Regions from separate parts of the Ovis aries genome. Here region 2 is linked to region 1. A link is a contact called in public Hi-C data. All regions are on one chromosome and are shown on one strand. The core of a region is the stretch at or near the end of the contact, and the rest is flanking DNA. Distances in the headings are between cores, read along the strand shown. Region 1 has its middle 23 kb from the start of ABHD2. Region 2 overlaps ABHD2 (abhydrolase domain containing 2, acylglycerol lipase).

Evidence for each region. A called contact is a pair of places that touch in the nucleus more often than the background predicts.
Region 2: a contact with region 1 is called in a Hi-C map of hypothalamus, with 4 times the contacts expected there. The contact joins two enhancer-like sites. A contact is called at or near these places in 3 of 16 Hi-C or Micro-C datasets (hypothalamus, muscle and tail adipose tissue).

The regions. Positions count from the first base shown.
Region 1 is chr18:19,885,628-19,888,893 of ARS-UI_Ramb_v3.0, forward strand. No RefSeq gene overlaps it. Among named protein-coding and RNA genes, the nearest start is that of ABHD2, 23 kb to the right of the region's middle. Within about 2 kb of position 1,649, at least 9 of the 54 cell types and tissues checked have an H3K27ac peak or open chromatin away from gene starts, as enhancers often do. A contact at or near this core is called in hypothalamus, where this site is marked.
Region 2 is chr18:20,015,618-20,018,883 of ARS-UI_Ramb_v3.0, forward strand. ABHD2 (abhydrolase domain containing 2, acylglycerol lipase) reads left to right here. Exons shown (of 11, transcript XM_004017743.5): 11 at 1-3,266. Among named protein-coding and RNA genes, the nearest start is that of RLBP1, 23 kb to the right of the region's middle. Within about 2 kb of position 1,509, at least 13 of the 54 cell types and tissues checked have an H3K27ac peak or open chromatin away from gene starts, as enhancers often do. A contact at or near this core is called in hypothalamus, where this site is marked.

The DNA of each region.
Region 1 (3,266 bases), core at 399-2,898:
ATTCTGCCTTAATGCAATTCTTCATCTGCTGTGTCTCCAGCTGCTGGGAAAGCAGGCTCCTGTAGCAGCCCGGGTAAGAGATAAAGGCTCTTTGCCTGAAATGAAAAATTCATGAAGGAAGACTAGGGATCAGGCTCTAGGAGAGCCGCCAAGTAGCTGTGCTCTAGGGATGCGGCAAGAAGCTGGAAAAGCCAAATGGAAATTTTCTTTCCTCTCCAGCACCTCCCTCAGGTTCCCCTTCCATGTTCAGCGGGGCTCCTTTCGCCCTGGTACCCGCCCACACCTCCGCAGTCTCATGTGAGACTCCAGGCCAGCACTGGCAATGCCCATGTGCCAGGGCGTTCAGGAAGAGGGGTACTGCTCTGTACCCAGACCAGCCTCAGTAAAATGTGTATTATTGCTAGAGTAAGCTGGCACAGTCCTGACCACCTGCCACCCCCAAAACTGGAGAAGCCCCAAACTGGCTATTATTTGCCCCTGGAGGTACCCCTGTCTCCAGAATACTTCCTATTCCAGTTCTCTGACCCACAAATCTAACCAAAATTCATAAGACTGATCAGATGATCGTACTTACAACTTGAAGAGGAAACCTTGGGTCTGTCGTCACCATGCTGGGCAGGCAATGGTTTATAGAGCTATTAAAGTGGAGACTTCCCTGGTGGTCCACTGGCTAAGACTCTGCACTCCCAGTGCACTGGACCCGGGTTTGATTCCTGGTCAGTGAACTAGATCCCACAGGCCACAACTAAGAGTTTGCAAGCTACAGTTAAAGATGTGCTGTAACTAAAACCTGGTGAGGCCAAATAAATAGTAAATAAAATAAAAACCTTTTAAAAATAAAATAACTGAGTTAACACATTTAAAAAAAAATAGAGTTAAAGGGGAAAACACAGTTTTAAAAAAGAGTTATAGGGGGAAAAAACCTCGAACCTTAAGAGTTGAAGAATTTGACTTTAATGAAATGGTGGGTTAAGAAGTATGACTGGCCAGCCTGTGAGATGCAAGATGGACAGGAGTTACAGACACCAGTGCAAAGACAGTGAGCACTGGGGTGGGGAGGGGGGGTGGGCGACTCCCCAGAAATCAGGTAGGGGGACAGGCTGCCATCACAGTAGGGAATCAGCCACCAGTCTCACTGAGAAACGGGGAGCTTGAGTCTCCTGCTATAGAGCTGCCGTCTTCCTCCTATCTGGTGCTGCAGGAAAATCTCACTCCACCATCCCTGCCCATGCCAGCTGGGCCGTCAGGAGCACGCCTTCCTCCACGAGCCTGGGGGGCCTCACAAGCGCCCAGGGCCTTGGCTCCTGATTCTTGGTTCTTTCAGGCCTTTCCCATTCACAGAGGGACTCAGGCTCAGACAGCTGCCTCTCCGTGAATAGCAACCCTTGTGCCTGCTTCCCTGAGTTCCTGAGAACCAGCCCAGGCCTGTCTGCCAACACCAGCTCCCCAGAACAAAGGATGTGTTCTGCCCTGTCCTCCATATTCCATCTCCATCAGGCAGAGCACAGATCAGCTTATCTGCGCCCACCCAGCATAAACAGGAGTCCCTCACAAGACATCAGCAGAAAGACAAAGCCCAAGTTAGATTCTCGGTGGACCACCCTCATATAAGAGGTTGGCCCAAAAGTTAGTTTGGATTTTTTATACGATGTTATGGAAAAGCCTGAACAAACTTTTGGCCAGCTCAATACTCGAGAACCTAGCCATTCAGACTAGAACACCAAGTCTGAGCGTAATTTAGTTATTTCTTTTCCTGTGCGTGGAAAGTCTTTTGGAGTTTTTTCCTACAGGTTATAAAAGTGATTTGTACTCCCATGGAACAGTTGAAAAGTCAAAGTATAAAGACAAACAGGGAGAAAAAAATGTACCTGGAATCTTACCACCCAGAGGCAAACTATTAATATTTTGGCATATTTCTTTTCTATTTTCGTTCTATGACTTTTATATTTCACTTGAAATCATACCAAATACATAATTTTGATCCGGTATTTTCCCCATCGCATTAATGATATTCCACAAATTAATTCACGGCTGCATAACTGTCCACAATATACACTGGCTGTAATTTGCTTCATTTGATCAATCTTCTGCTCTTAGACATCTAGGCTACATCTGCTATTTTGCTGACTTAAATTACGTGATTCCTATTTCTGCATTAATTTCTGTCCTTTCATTTTGGAGTATTTCCTTAAGATAGAGTCTCAGAAATGGAATTGTAAAGTCAGAGTTCCAAAGGCTACAAAATATTTTCAGAATCTTCTTTCAAAGGGTCAAATGGCTTTTCTGGAAGCCTGTCCATCCCATTAGTTTATGAAAAGGCTGTCTCTGCAAGACAATTCTAAGCTCCACCAGGTCCTAAGGCCAAAGCTACATAGGGTGAGGGGGACATGACTGAGCTTGAGGTGAAGGAAGAGTAGACCCAGCCAAGAGGAGCTGGAATGCAGAACTAGGAAGGCTGAGGCTCAGCGAAAGCACCAAAATTTGAGGACGCTTTAAAAAAAATAATTTTACTCATTTATTTGTTGTTCTGGGTCTTTGCTGCTGCTTGGGCTTTCTCTAGTTGTGGTGCCTGCGCTTCTCATTATGGTGGCTTCTCTCGTTGCAGAGCACGGGCTCTGTGGCGCAAGCTCAGTAGAGATGGCGCATGGGCTTAGCAGTTCCGTGCGCATGGGATTGAACTCCCGTCTCCTGCACTGGCAGGCGGATCCTTTTACCACTGAGCCACCAGGGAAGCGCCTTGAGGACACTTTTAAGACATGAATTCTGGAGGACACAGCCTCTCTCTTAGAAAGAGAGAAACCTCTGGACCCCATGACTGAAAGGAAAGACAACCAGAATCCTGTGGCCAGGCTAAGATCTGAGAAAAAGCACCGGGTGTGATGAAGAAGGGGGTCTAGGGTCCCAGAGTTCTTGTTCATTCCGAAATACTAAGGTCAGTCACTTGGGGATGGTGTGCACTAGGGGTATGTCTGGAGAAAGGTCAGGACTTGATCTTAAAGAAAATAAATTTAGGAATGGATAAGGGGAGTTGGTTCTAAAGCTGGGAAAGAGAGGATAAGCGTAGTTTCAGATGCTCTACTGTGAAATAGGCATGAATATGTCAGAGAGGGAATCTAAAGCTGGCTCATCTCACCTTATTGATTTCTACTGTTGCTCGAATGAGTCACTTTTATTGGAGAAGGATAATTTCCTTTTAATTTTTTTATCTTGCCTGTTTGACTCTGTCGTCTCTTTAATCAATCACAATTGCTGCTTCTTTTAAATAA
Region 2 (3,266 bases), core at 259-2,758, 130 kb after region 1:
CCCAGGTGATCCTTATCACCAGGCAAATCCGAGAAACCCAGTGGTGCAGAACCTCTAAATTAGAAACGTCTTGGTAGCTCATGGTGTCTCGTAGCTCCCCGGAGCCTCTGAAGCAGTGCACCTGCCCTGATGTGATAGCCATGAGCAGTTTCAGCGAGGGCCTGGGCTGGTGGTGGAGACTTCAGGCCTGCCTCTGCCTCTCACTGGCTATATGACCGTGGACAAGTCCCTTTGAACTTTTCTTTCTTTACCTGTAAAATGCAGGAGCGGCTGGACCAGGCAGGTTGCTGAGATCACTACCAGTTCTAAAGTTCAATGACAAACTCAGTTTACTGATGTTTGAGAGAACTCCTCTCCAGGGGAGCCCAGGAGCTATTCTAAGCATGTCAATATCATCATTTGCCTTTTCTTTTTCTTTTTCCTGTCCCTCATTTCATATAAAGTGGTTTGGTTTTGTTTTTTAAAGTACTCATTTTATTTTCTTTTAACCCAGTTCTCTCCAACTCTGGCTTTTGATACCAAACAGTTCAAAGGTTGGATCTGAGTTTGGAGAAATCACTTTTCAACTGAAGAGGGTGTGATTTTGGAAACCAGATTTTTAATTGAATAACTTATGTCTATAGCCTATTGGGTAGGTCTTTCCAGAGTGTGTCTTCTCAAATGAAAAGCTCACACTGTGTTTCAAGTACTCCTTTCCTTCAATCCTGCAGTACTTGAATAGCTAAAAACCCTGCACTTTGAAATAATCAGCAGTTGCTATCTGAAACTGAACAGAATTATGAGTGAAATAACCTAGATACTTTAAAAAAAAAATTATTTCCCCCCCTGCTTCCTCTACTTTGCTCTAGGACAGACAGGAATATTAATAGTGGATTTGTGTGTGGATATTTAAGGGGTAAAGGGAGCCATATGAGGGCCTGGGTGTGGACCCTCTTGGTCACAGGTGGTTGTAGTTTGGGCATCGGTCCTAGTCACGTGACAGTCGTGTGTTGTTTTCTGACCATCACCAGGTGATCCTAAACGGCAACATCAAAGACCGCTGTTATCTGAAGAGACTGAGGCTTCTCTGGTCTCGACTTGGCTTCGGTTTCTGTCTCACACACACACAGATTCATCGTCATGACTTTCCCCCCAGGTTGTTATTTTTCAAGTGCACGTCTCGTTCATGTGCTTTCAGCACAGATCGGCACTTTATCTTCTGCCCCTCGATTTGGAAGCTCGTCTCTTCCCCCTCTATTACTTTTCCCTCCAACCCTCAACCGCAGCTGTAATCTAGAAAATTCACAGTCATGTTTCCCGCTCCTACCTTCCTGACCCAAGACTTTTTGTGAAATCAGACAAACGAAGCAACAACCTAACGGGGCTGAACCACCATCCCAGGAAGCAAGAGTCTCCTTTTCGTTTGCCTTAGGACACACCCCTCAATCTGTTCCAACTATATAGCAGCCAGGTACCAGCTCCATTCAGGAGGAGAAAACAGTCCAGTTGTCACACACTTGGCAGAGACAGGGACAGGAGTCCCTGGAGCCTGGTGTGCCCGGCAGTTCTGTTGACCCACGCAGGAGAGGCAGGGCTCAGAGCATTCCCTTTGTTGCTGGACAACCGGATTTTACCCCACACGACCGTGGGGGGCCATGCACAGCTGAAGTCTTTTTAGCGTGTGACTCTGAATGGCACTTTTTAGCTCACATGAAATCAACTGAGGCCTTTTGTTCGAGCTTCAGGCTCTCATGCATGGAAATGAGAGTGTAACTGTGGCCGTCTTACAGGAAAATTCTTGTTTGTTCCTGAATGGGAGCACAGAGGCATTCAAGCCTGATAAACAAGGGAGGAGGAGCACTTTATATGTCGGTCAGCTTTTTCCTCCCTCCCGCTTGCCTGGCTTTTCTGTTCATTTCTGATGATAATGTGGCAGCTCTTCTTGCTCCTGAGGTCCTCTTGGGGCTAACACAAGGCTGAATTTTCAGAGTGTTTGAATATTATATTTTAAAATCAGTTTAAGGACATAAATTGCAATGGCCTAGACAATTCTGTTGCTGGAAGAGCATGTTAAAAAACCAAGCAGGCTTCTAGCAACATTTTTCCAAGTTTTTCTCCCTGCCTGTGTAAACAGTTTTGAAGACAACAGTGAGTAACTGATCCCAGTCAAGTTAGGATTGTGCATGTTCAGTCACTCAGTCCTGTCTGACTCTTTGCGACCCCATGGACTGTAGCCCGCCAGGCCCCTCTGTCCATGGGATTTCCCAGGCAAGAATACTGAAGTGGGTTGCCATTTCCTCCTGCACGGGATCTTTCTGACCCAGGATCAAAACCCCGTCTTTTGTGTCTCTTGCATTGGCAGGTGAAGTGTCTACACTGAGCCACCTGGGAAGCCCAAGTTAGGATTATCTGACTTGAAAAATGGTCTCAGGTCTTCCTGATGCACTTATATCAGTAGCGAGTTTAACAGTCTTAAAGAAAACCTCCTACCTTCTCTGATGTGAGTCTGTACCAATGATTCCAGGGCAGAATGAAGACAGAAAGTTATTTGTTGTCACTGTATTCCTTGAACCTCCGGCGAGCATTTCCCACATGCCTTAGGATGAGAATATACTTGCCAGAGGAGCATCCTTTCCTGACTTGGTATTAATGTAACCAGGGTCCTGACACTTGGATTCTTCTCCTGTCTCTAATTCACACTGGTCTGTGGACAATCTCTTCCCCTCTCTAAGCCTCGGTTACCTCACCTTAGACCATCTCTAAGTCCACTTCATCTGTTTACACGTCCTTTGCCAGAACATTCCCAACTGGCCTTCTACAGCCCTTGTAAGTGGACACAGATAAGTCAAGGCTTCGGGCCTATCTTGAGGGGACTTGGAGAGAGAGAGTGAGCTACTGCATTCAGCCTTTGCTGGTGAAGAACCTTGATTTTTCCCAAAGCCCCGTGTCCCCAGCTGGCTTCTCTTCAGAGCCTCCATTGTCCTCCCAGTAGCCTTTCTGTCCCAAGGGCAGTCTTATGACAGGGACAGGTGCCGACCGTTGGAACAAAGCGAATATCCCCGTCATTCTGTGAGACTTGGGCAAGCATCGAGCATTCCCAGGGTAGGAATCCTTCCTGCTCAGACTTCCATTCTCAAACTGCAGCCTTCATTAGAGCTGAGATTTCTGGATAGTTGAGTTCGTCTGCCTGGCATCTGAATGAGAGCTCTCTTTGTCACTGTGTGGCTCATGATCCATTTTGCCAGCGCCCGGGAAACAATACATGTGTTCTTGTTTGTGTTTGCCAG